Regions from separate parts of the Mus musculus genome. Here regions 2 and 3 are each linked to region 1. Evidence: chromatin contacts called from public HiChIP or PLAC-seq and promoter capture Hi-C data. All regions are on one chromosome and are shown on one strand. Each heading gives the region's core, a stretch centred on a gene start, on an enhancer-like site or on the middle of the called end of the contact. The rest is flanking DNA. Distances are from core to core; before and after follow the strand shown. Region 1 holds the start of Sema4d (sema domain, immunoglobulin domain (Ig), transmembrane domain (TM) and short cytoplasmic domain, (semaphorin) 4D). Region 2 has its middle 45 kb from the start of Secisbp2. Region 3 overlaps Secisbp2 (SECIS binding protein 2).

Region 1 (3,870 bases), core at 644-3,143:
GGAGTGGTGGCGCACGCCTTTAATCCCAGCACTGTGGAGGCAGAGGCAGGCGGATTTCTGAGTTCGAGGCCAGCCTGGTCTACAGAGTGAGTTCCAGGACTGGCAGGGATACACAGAGGAACTCTGTCTCAAAAAAACAAACAAAAACCACCACCACCAACAACAACAAAAAAAGAGAACTGAGGCCCAAGGTCAACTTGGAAGCAAGCCCCCAGCTGAGTTTTGTCAGGTTCTAGATTCAATGCAGGTTATGAGCCCCCCTAGAGCACTGGTCGGCAACCTTCCTGATGCTGTGACCCTGTGATAGTGTTCCTCCTGTTGTGATGGCTCCCCAACCATAAAATTAGTTTTGTTGCTACTTTGTAACTGTAATTTTGCTACTGTTATGAATTATAATGTAAATATCTGTGTTCTCCAATGGTCTTAGGTGACCCCTGTGAACAAGACCTTCGAATTCCCACCCTCAAAGGGTTCTTGACCCACAGGTTGAGAAACACAGCCCTAGAGCAAAGACAACCGACCCTCCTCTGGTTGGTTCTACTGTTTTGACCTCTAGTAGGCCTATTGTGCTCTCTGAGCCAGCACTGACTGGCACACCTAACCTGAAGAAGCTTCCTGGTTCTTTCTAGGACCTTCTATCCTTTAGGAAGGGCTTGCTCAGTTTAACTGCTGTCAGCTGCCTGCCTTCCCAACAGCCTCATCCCTGCTGGAAGCCCCTAAGGGCCTTCTGGAATTCAGGAAGCCACCAGTCTGCCTAGAGACTGGTCTTGATCTATTTCTTGGTTCTTCCGGCAGGTTCATTAAGGAACTGGGTTTCCTTTTAGGGAGGGACTGTGTCTCTGGGCAGCACTTCCCACCTGGCCAGTTACTGTGTGAACTGAGGGTCACTTCTCCCTTCAAGGGCAGAAAAGGACATGCCCTGTGGCTGCAGTGTGTGTGTGTGTCTGTGTGTGTGTACCCATGCAATATGCCATGAGGTCAACCCAGGTGTTGTCCACTTAGTTTTAGGAGACAGGGTCCCTTACTGAAATCTGAGTCTGACTTCGGATTAAGTAAGGCAGGCTGGCTGGCCAGTGAACTCCATCCAGGGTTCCACCAATAGTCTCTGCCTCAACACTGGGATTACAACAAAGCACCACTGTCTGGGTTTTTTTTTAATCATAGGTTCTGGAGCACCAACCTCAGAAAGCATGTTAAGGACCTGGCTATGTCTACCCTTTGTACCAACCAACTTCGGAAGGCCCAGAATTAGTTAGAAATGTATCTCATCGGGAGCTGCATACAGGAAGCCTTGGTCCATGGGAAGAACCACCCACACCTTGCATTGAGAACCCCAAAGGGTCTATCCTAGATCATAAAGGTAAGAGCCCAGCATCTCTGGGGTCAACGCTGGTGACCCCAGAGCATGGGGCACAGGAGACTTTGGGGACCTGGACGAGCAGGCTGGATCATTAGGAGGCTGAAAGGATCAAAAGGCTCCTTTTGCTGGTAATCTCCTCTGTTTTCAAGAGACCAGACTTGGGTAGGAAAGAGCCCCTGGGGTCTGGACCATGGGGCTTTGGGGGATGGGGGACGGGGGGGGGGGGACACGGGGGAAGAGGACGAGGGAGTTGGATGAAAAGAGGAAGAGGTGGTGGAAGGTAAATGGGGAAGGAAAGGAAGGGAGGGAGAAAGGAAACAAGAGGGGAGCAGGAGAAAAAGACTGGGGTAGGTGAAGACAGGGGCGGGGCGCGGGAGGGCAAGGAAGAAGGGAGAGAGGTTGGGGTGAGAGGAGGGACTAGGAGGAAGGGGGAGGGGCGAAGGGAGGGAAGAGACGGGAGGGGGAGGGGAGGAGGCGGGAAGGGAGGGAGAGGGGGTGGGGCCTGCACGCTAGCCCCGCGCCCTCCTTCCCCACGCCGGCCTCCGCTCCCTCTCGCGCCGCAGCATCTCCGCGCGTCTCCCGGCCTCCCCGACTCAAGCTCCTGGCGCCGTTCGCCTCTGTCGTCGCTGCCACCAACGCCGCCGCCATTCTTGGCGCGGAGCTGGCCTGGCCAGCCCCCGCCGAGAGCCTCCGCGGGTCGGACGCGCGCTCCAGGTAAGCGACTGGGCCGGCGCGGGAGGAGCGCGCGCGGGGTTGGGCAGGTGCGCGGAGCGCGGCGAGCCCCCGCGGTAAACCTAGGAACCCTGTTGGAGCCTCTCCTGCGACCCCCTCGGGGCTCCCAGGATCCCTCTCCGAGCTTCTTCCCCAGGTTCTCCCACACCGCTAGGACCTAGTCTGCATTCCCACCTGGATGCCCCCGGACTCCCTCTGCGTTCGCATCAGGATCCTTTGGGTCCCCTCTGAGTCCCATCCGGATTCCTCACCCCCCTCTACATTTCCACCGCGTTTTCCAGACCCTCTCTGCAGTTCCACCCCAGCCCGGATCTCTCTCCGGCGTCCCTTCCCTAGCTCCCGCCAGGCCCTGGCAGGCAGGTGGCTGGAGCAGGGACACGGGACAGGCAGCGGATGCGACTTGACCAGCCAGGCCCTGCACGCTGGGACCCCCGGGTGCTGACTCCTTGATCGGTGCCTCCCAGGTCAGGCCCGGTGCCCGTAGCCGGGCTCCCAGCCCCGGCCTAACCAGCTTCTATTTCGGTCTCCCAGGCCTTGGCTCGGGTGCACCGGATGTGGCGCGGTGCACTCAGACAGGTGCGGCCGCGGTGAGGTTGCCACCGCCGGGCAGTGGGCACTGCAAGGCGGTGGCTTCCTGGAAGATTCGGGCTGCGTTATTCTAGAACCGCCCGGAACCACCACCAGCTTTAGCTCGAGCTGCACCTGTTGCTGGCGCCCGATGATTTGCAGGGGGCTGGTTCTGTTGGGGCTCAGCCAGTTATGGCTTGGGGAAAAAAATCAGCCAAAAAACAAAACAGCGCTGAGCACGTAGCTGCCCTCTATATGTTTTCTGTTTAGTCTCTCTGTGGGTGAATGTGGAGTTTTGGCTTTCAATGAAGCATGTGGTGAAGGCCTGCCCCTACATACTGGGTCATTTGCCACATGAACTTGTCCTGCTTTTGTTTTGAAAACCCTCACTGTGTGGAGCACAGCCCAGGCCCGTGGGTGGCCCAACCTCTCACTGGACTGGGGGCCTGTAGCCAGCCATCTGACCCAGCTGTGGGTCTACCAGGCGCTACCAAACGGAAGTTTCCTTCCCAGGAGGGTGAAGTGACACCAGCGGTCTGTCACTTCATATGTGCCCCTGGCGTCTGACTTGTCTCTTGTCTGCCCAGGCAGGCAGGGTTATTTGGGAATGTTTACAGTGTCCCAGAAGCAGGCAGTCTTGGGCAGAGGTGGGGGTAGATCCCGGTAGCGACTATAATGGCCTGATTGTCATTTTGACCGTTGCTGTCTGTGTGCATCACGTCAGAGCGATCATCTGTTGAGAAGCGGAATGGATAGAATAGTGAGCAGGGATGTTGGTGTGGGCAAAGCTTGTCTTTCCTGACCATAAGACTCAGTTAGGTCTGGCTGGTCCACACAGCAAGTAAACCAAAGAAACAGACACACGTTGCCTATACCAGTTGTGGCATTGCCGTTCTTGCACGATGGATGTGCGACCTGGAGCCAGGGCAAGAGTCAGAGGCTGCCTTCCTGTGATGGGCTTGTTTAAGTCTGTCCTTTGAAATGGAGCTGCGAAGTCCCTCTGTCTATAGACTCCAATGACTTCTGGCTGTCATTGTGTGCCTTACAGAGACTCCTCCCCAGTGGTTGGAGTCTTGGCAGGTGGCTGCCTGCCCTGGACTGAGGGATGAGGTGCCTGGTGTGGACCGTGCTGCCTCAGGAATCCAGGGGGTCTGGGGCCAGGGCAGTGTGTCTGGTGACATCATCCACTTGTGGACAGTTGCTTCTCTAGG
Region 2 (3,625 bases), core at 333-2,832, 97 kb after region 1:
TTGTATGATTTATGTGAGTGGCTTGGGGCTAGCTGATTAAAGGCCTAGTGCGCTGTTTTTAGAACACAAGACTTAAAGAGAGGGTGAACAGGGACTCTTCAGTCCCTTGGCATGTGTCCTGGTGTCCGCTCTGGCTCTGCTGGTGACTCTGAGCTATCTTGGGGGAGCCTCACCCCTCTAGAGGGTTGATTAGAGGTCAGATAGACAGCAAGGCTTGTACTCAGGACTATTCTGCCCACTCCTGCTTCCACCCAGGACCTCCATGTCCTCTGGATTGGATGAGTGTTTTCCCAGTGTATGAGGCAATTCAGACGCCCTGTTCTGCATACCCAAGTGAGATGACCAGGGAAGACATGAAAGCTGCCCCAAGCATGGCTGTGGGGAAGGTCAGGCTGCCTACAGCCTAGAGCTTGCAGGAACTCCCGTTTAGTTCCAGGAAAGGCAGCAGGATCCGGCACTGACTTTTCCTCCAGTCTTTGTGCCCGGGTCTGCAGCCCAGCACTGAGGTCCGGCCATACCCAGCCAGGTGGGTGGAGGGCTGGAGCCGCTGCACTGTCTGACCTTACACTGCAGTTGCTTCCCCGTGTGCTGATATCACTGGGAGGTGCATGTTTATTCTGTCCTGCTGCCAGCTGCCAAAGGTTGGCATATGTACAGCACATGCCATGCCAACACACACCACACTGTGACATACACTACACCACACCACACATACCACATATACCAGGCACCACACATAACTCCCACCACATACTCTCCACACATAGCCCCCAACACCACACATATAATTACCCACTGCACACACAACACATTTATCCCACATTTCACATAACCCCCAGTACCACATGCCACACGTACCACATCTTACATGCCACACACCATGCACCACATATCACACCATACATGCTTCCTTTGTGTACCACATATATAACATCACACATACCACATACACACTCCATACCATATATCATGCTACACATACATGTACACACTACGTACTCAGTCCATAAACACTGCACACATCACACAAACCCCATGTGTAGCACACAGCCACACCACCACCACATCTCACCTATACCAAATACCTACATCACAAGTCACCCACACTACAAATTGCCCACACCGTAAAAGTACCACCCAATGCCATGTGCGCACAAACCCTACAAACTTAAGACACTTACCTCAGGTGCTTTACGAACAGCATAAGCAAATTGCTTTTACCAAGCGGGGTTCCTAAGCAAGCACCTGTACATTTTTGGGTCCCCTCATTTAGTCCCTGTTTGGGGTATGGATTCGGGGGGCCCTAAGAGAGCTGAGGAATTGGGGTAGTGGGGACAATGAAAGCTGCTTCCTTTCCGGGCCTCCTGGGTTCTGGGCAGCTTCAGGATCTGGGCTCAAAGAAACTTTTGGGGCTCCTTTCTCCTAATGGGGGCCTCTGTGGTGGCCAGGTGGGTGGGGCTGGGAAAAGGGAGTCCCTGGTACCTCCCTTTCTCAAGGAGGGCAGGGGCACACCAGAAAGTGGTTTCCCATATCCATGACCTTTAAGAGTGTCCTCAACCATTGGGGCACTTCCTCATTCTGGTTCTTCAGGGGGTGGGTGTGTTAAAGATCACATGACCCTTATAGTGAGATGCAGAACTGGGTGGGGTGTGCCTAGGGTTCCTGCTGCTCCAATTTAGGAATCCATCATAAATGCAGACAATGATGTCTTGAGAGCATCAGCCTCATCCTTGAGCAGTATCTTTAGTCCCCCCAGAGTCCAGAGCCCAGCTCCCTCATTCCCAGGGCCTGTTTCAGTTCACAGTCCTAAGAAGCCACTGATGGCTACATCGTCATCTCTCAAGACTTCCAGGTGCAGTCCCGATTACCTGCATGATGAGGTGCCTGGGGGCAGAGACAGAGAAAGGGCCTCAAGCTTAGCCTCCCCTCACAGGTAACAGACATGCTTGTACTTGGTCTAAATTCCAGGCTGGCCAGGGCCAAATAAGATGCCATCTGAACTAGCAGCTGTCTGGACTAATGGCATGTGACTGATGGGGGAACTCATGAAATCTGAGGCTACGGTATGAGAGAAGTTTCTAGAAGTTGAGGGAAGCTTTGAAAGAGCCCTTGTGGCCAGAGTGCAGACTTGTGGGGACTGTGCAGCCCATGGGGATAGGTGGGTCAGAATCCTTCCCAGGAGGCTTAGTAGTCACTAACTTGATGTCAGGAAGAGCCCAGCCCGTGTGCATGACTAAATACCTGACAAAAGCGAGTCAAGGGGAGGTTTTAATTATGGTTCACAGTCTGAGTCTATGAGGAATGCAGCAGGGGCATGCACCTATAGTCAGGAAGCAGTGTTGCTCAGTTTGTGTTTCAACATCCCCTCCTCTGGGGGCATCACTGTGTAGCCTTGGCTGGCCTGGAATTTTCTAGACTACCACGTCTTCCAGTTCCCAGAAATCCTCCTGACTCTGCTTCCTGAATGCTAGGATTAACGGTGTGTGCCAGCCACCATGGCCAACCTCACAGGCATGCCTAGAGGCACATCTCCTAGGTGATTTTAGAGTGTCTTGAGCTGACAATATCTACCATCACATGAAGGTATTTGAGGCAGGTGGCACAAGACAGAAACAACTGTTAGCTTCAGTGAACCCCTAGCTAGGACATGGGTGAAAGAACTCTGGGAAACCTGTGGATGGGACGTGCCTGGGCAACTGTGATGCATAGGTCCAGTTCTGGGTCCGCCACCCAGTGCCAGATGGCACAGTACTGAGGGGGTGGCACCGTCCACTGCTTTTAATGCTCCTTCTCCCTCTCTTTGATTTCTGCACTCAGAAGGAATTGGATAGTTAAAGAACCAACAGAGAGTAAGTACCTCTTCACCTCTCTCATGTTTTACAGTGATGCCACATTTAAGTTTACAGGTGCTGTGGTGTGGGGTTTGTGGCCAATGTGACCTACATGTTTTCACCCCCCACCACAAACTTGATCTACAAACAAACAACAAAAGCCCGGAGTTAGTGTTTCATGTTCATTCCTTGGTTGTAATACCTCAAGAGTTAGTTGTTCCAGTTGGATTGTAGATTGATACCCAACTGCAGAGGAATGGCTAAAACAATATGGTTCCATGAAAGGCACTGAGTTGCAAAGGAAATGCTTGGCCCTAAGATCTACAGGTAACACCCAAGATCCTACCAGCTCTGAATCCAAATCCACAAAGCTGCTCCTGTCCTGGATCTACACAGGCTCTGTTGTGTCATTGTTCCTTAAACTGTTTCACAGCTGTTTAAGTAGTGTCGGCATAGTATTAAGTACTGTAAGAAATGTAGAAATGATTCCAAGTCTCCAGGAGGAGGTACATGTAGGTTTTCTGCAAACATGTCATTTGATGTCCTCAGGGATCCCCTGCAGATACTAAGGGATGACTCCAGTTGTGCTCCCCAGTTGATGGACATCTGTATACAGATGTGTGTGCGTGCATGTGGATGCGTTCATATACACCTAAATACATGGAGTTGTCGGCGGCTAGAATTGAAAACACTTGAGTAGAAAGCAAATTTAAGTCCGCAGGGCTTGTCCACTAGTCTGCAGCCAGGTGGGTAGGCACAGGTGCTTCCGGAACACGAGACTGGCATGTTCCTGT
Region 3 (3,526 bases), core at 578-3,077, 120 kb after region 1:
AAGGGGCTCGCTCCTGTGTCCTATAAGGCTAGACTGTGGAAACCACATCCTCCAGGCGCCATGCTGACTTGCATTTTACCACAAGGTCCATGTGGGGTTGGCGGAGTTCCCACAGTTTCTACCACAGCTCACCATTCTCACAGTAGTTCTCACCTGAAAGATTATTTCAGGCGCGTGCAAGCGTGCGCGCACGCACACACATACACATACACACTCACTCAGAGGACTGGTACCTGTGGGGTTGTCCTGACTGGGGGTTTGGTTACTGGCGCCACTCTCCACATCCTGTGAGTCATCACTGGCCACCGTCAGGCTCACAGCACTTTCTTGGAGTCGCTGCTGCATCCTCTCTTGCCGTTCTTTCAAAATTATCTAAAAAAAACCAAACGGAACCAAAACATCAAACCAGAACAGAACAAAACAAAACAAATACCCTACATACTTGCACCTAAAAGATAAGCTCTTCTGCCTGAGAAATGCCTAAGTTCAGTCATGCCTCTGGGTGGCTTGCTCCACACCACATATAACATGAGCATCACACAGTTCTCTCTGGAAACACAAGACTCAGAGGCCAAATGTGTGGAACAAGAGTCACTCACCACAGACATTTAAACAAACACAGAGCACACACCCACACCATAGGGCCAACTGGTGAACAGGAGGTATGCAGAGAAACTTTCAGTCACTGGCAGAGTGCCAGGAAGCAGCATCGTATGTGAAGGTTAATGCAAGTGCCCCACGCTGGGTGTGTGTCTGTCCTGCCCCCAGGAACAGGAAGGCTCTGTCTTGGCCTCACGCCCACTGTCTTGGTATGAGGAGAAGGACCATTCACCAGGAACCCCTGACAATTGGTGCAGCGTTGGTCTGCAATGTGATCCTTAACAGTCAAAGGTGTGGGCTTGGGCTCTAGCTCAGTGGTGGAATGCTTCCTACATAAGAAATGCCCTTCGCTTCGTTCCCCAGAACAACTGAAAAGACTGAAGGGCTGAGAGTGGCAGGCAAATAGGCAGAGTGCATCAGTCTTCCAGTGTCTTGCTTCCATGGAAAATGTCCACATACCTTCTTCAGTGAGGTGGGCTTCTTGGCCTTAGGTATCTCCCTCTGCTTCCCCTTCTTCATCAGGGGGGCACTGGAGTCCAGGGGGTTGTGTGGGGTCTTCATCTGACTGGAGCGGCGTCCCCTCTCACTGGAGGAGGCATCCTTGGACAGGACTGGCACTGCTCCAACTGCAACACAGGGGGTGCCACTCGGTCCCTCAGCTCAGGCCGAGGGTCTGGAGGGGTCTCCCATGCACTCTCTGATCCACAACCTTACTGACCTTTGTCAAACCACCTTCTCATAGGCATGGATTCCAAATGGTATTTAATCTCTGCTTGCAAATACTTTGGGAAGGTCTGTCCTCTGGCCACAGTCAAACAGACTGTGTCGTCGTACAGCCTAAAACTTCAAGGACCACACTGCTTGATTTGGGCTATTTTGAGGTGGTTGGTCTTGTGTTTACTACCAGTGGCTCCTGGGAACTGTTTATCACGACACACTCAGTTGGTACTGCCTCTGCACAAGTTGATTACTGCTTTCTTAGTAATATTGTTTGTCTACTTATATTACATGGCTCTTACAAAATTCAAGTCCTGCTTCTAGTTGATTCTTGAGTTTTTCTGGACAAAATCATTCTCTGAATCCCGCTATGGGCAGTTGATTCCTCCAATTAGTAACTGTAGTAAGTACTGAACACCGGAGTTGAACTTTCCCACTCTACCCCACTTCCTACCACAGCGCTGTTTCACGGCAATCGCTGGTCCCTCTGTGCTCTACCCCTTCATGTTTAAAGCCTTTGAACACGGCTCTCTCATAGGTTGAACATTCTTCTCCTCACCATTCTCTTTTCCTGCCCCTCCCTGCTCCTGTCAGTTCCCTTGATTACCACAGATGATTATATGATTTCTAAAATACCAAAGAAAAAGGAATGATAACCAACAAACCCCGCATGTGCCCACTACCTTGTTCCAAGAACTCTTAGAATTTGTCTAAGCATGTCTTGGCCACTCCCTTATGGAGTGTCATGTTAAAATAACTAGTGTTTTGTCCGTCCGACCTCACTCATGCAATCCCTGAGTCACTTACACAACTTGTCCACAGGCGACACTACTTCTAGGCTGCTCCTCATTCTACAACACAGCAGCTTGCATCTACAGAGCCTTACTCTCATACACTGTTAGGAGCAGACATGTGGCTAGACCTGCTTGCTTGTCTGGCACCTAATGGCACCACTGAATCCATCCCCTCATCTGGACCTCTAAATTGTACAGTTGAAAAAGTTGAACTTATATAAACTTCACAGCAACAAACCAAAGGGGCCGGAAGCTTAGTACATCATTTGAATGCTTGCTCTGTAGTCACGAGGATCCTAGCACCCGTGTACCAAGCCAGGCACCGTGTGCACACCTGTAATCACAGCTCTACGGGATCAGAGAGGAGATGACTGAGGCTTGGCCATTTCTAGTCTAGCTGAGAAGGAAAGAGCCCCAGGTTCTGGGAGAAACCCTGATTCAAAAGGAGTGCACAGGACAGAGTGATGGAGACTATCCAACCTCCTCTTCTGGCCGCCATGAGTACACGTGTGATCTACTTGCACATCCACAGAGCTGGCACAGGAGAGTCCATTTGCACTGACTATACCCTGTCCAGAGTGGTGTCTGCGGTCGTTTGAATGAGAAAGGCTCCTACAGACTTACATATTTGAATGTTTGGTCCCAGCTAAAGAAAGTTGTTTAGGAAGGATTAGGTGGTGTGGCCTTTCTGAAGAACATGTCACTGGGGTGGGCCCGAGGTTTCAAAAGCCCGCGGCAGATCCAGTGTCGCTCTTTCTGCCTACTGCCCGTGGAACAGGACATAAAGCTCCCAGCCACTGCTCCACACCATGCTATGTCTGTCTCTCCCCCATCCACCCACACAAGGGAGATCCACGCAGGCAGAATACAGCGAGACCCTGAGAAAATAGCACCTTGCATGGAGATTTTCTGTCCTGGAATCTCGACATCATACAAGGGTTAACTGGGCCGGCAAATGGTCAGCCAGTAGGAGCACTTGCCCTTCAGCCTGACAAGATGAGCTCCGCCCTAGACCCCACAGTAGGATAACTGGGGACACCTTTTAGCTTTAAATAAGATGGTTCTTGATTCTTTTTGTTTGGGTTTTCCAAGATAGGGTTTCTCCATATAGCCCTGGCCATTCTGGAACTCGGTTATTAATCCTTATAGATCATATTTAAATATATTTGAGACAAGACTCTCAGCATGTTGTCCTGGCTGGCTGAGACTCCCTCCCGACTCATCTGCGTTTGTTTCCGTCTGTGGGGCGAGTAGCCTCTGCTCTTCTGCACCATGTCACCCAGCAGAAGAGACTGTTCTGTTCTAATGGACCTGGGACAGAGTGGCCTCTGGGGAGCAGTTCTGAGCCCTTGCTGAGGTGACAGGTGCCCACCTGAGAACACGACGGGTCTGGAGGATGGCTTGGCGTGCGAGGC

Evidence for each region. Promoter capture Hi-C pulls out the DNA fragments that hold promoters and counts their contacts. HiChIP or PLAC-seq counts read pairs in DNA pulled down with a chosen protein or histone mark.
Region 2: a promoter capture Hi-C map of the HPC-7 cell line shows a contact between it and region 1. The contact joins the enhancer-like site here to the promoter of Sema4d in region 1. A contact is called at or near these places in 9 of 39 promoter capture datasets (the C10 cell line, the HPC-7 cell line, embryonic stem cells and 4 more), 1 of 15 datasets of contacts at CTCF or cohesin (CD8 T cells), 7 of 484 Hi-C or Micro-C datasets (ECoMG-derived neutrophils, bone marrow-derived macrophages, cerebral cortex and 4 more), 17 of 115 datasets of contacts at active chromatin or transcription factors (the 230-238 cell line, the HPC-7 cell line, the SCID.adh cell line and 10 more) and 4 of 9 other capture datasets (adipose tissue, embryonic stem cells, liver and 1 more).
Region 3: an H3K27ac HiChIP or PLAC-seq map of T-cell acute lymphoblastic leukemia shows a contact between it and region 1, with 2.4 times the contacts expected there. The contact joins the enhancer-like site here to the promoter of Sema4d in region 1. A contact is called at or near these places in 8 of 39 promoter capture datasets (the C10 cell line, the HPC-7 cell line, HPC-7-derived erythroid cells and 6 more), 1 of 15 datasets of contacts at CTCF or cohesin (large pre-B cells), 3 of 484 Hi-C or Micro-C datasets (bone marrow-derived macrophages, colorectal tumor organoids and nephron progenitors), 19 of 115 datasets of contacts at active chromatin or transcription factors (the 230-238 cell line, CD8 T cells, the HPC-7 cell line and 12 more) and 4 of 9 other capture datasets (adipose tissue, embryonic stem cells, liver and 1 more).

The regions. Positions count from the first base shown.
Region 1 is chr13:51,791,701-51,795,570 of GRCm38.p6, reverse strand. It overlaps Sema4d (sema domain, immunoglobulin domain (Ig), transmembrane domain (TM) and short cytoplasmic domain, (semaphorin) 4D), which reads left to right and starts at 1,893. Exons shown (of 16, transcript NM_013660.5): 1 at 1,893-2,074.
Region 2 is chr13:51,694,643-51,698,267 of GRCm38.p6, reverse strand. It overlaps a transcript of Sema4d not described here. Among named protein-coding and RNA genes, the nearest start is that of Secisbp2, 45 kb to the right of the region's middle. Within about 2 kb of position 1,582, at least 17 of the 459 cell types and tissues checked have an H3K27ac peak or open chromatin away from gene starts, as enhancers often do. A contact at or near this core is called in the HPC-7 cell line, where this site is marked.
Region 3 is chr13:51,673,987-51,677,512 of GRCm38.p6, reverse strand. It overlaps Secisbp2 (SECIS binding protein 2), which reads right to left. Exons shown (of 17, transcript NM_029279.2): 10 at 3,484-3,526; 11 at 1,060-1,226; 12 at 234-372. Among named protein-coding and RNA genes, the nearest start is that of Secisbp2, 24 kb to the right of the region's middle. Within about 2 kb of position 1,827, at least 26 of the 459 cell types and tissues checked have an H3K27ac peak or open chromatin away from gene starts, as enhancers often do. A contact at or near this core is called in CD8 T cells and T-cell acute lymphoblastic leukemia, where this site is marked.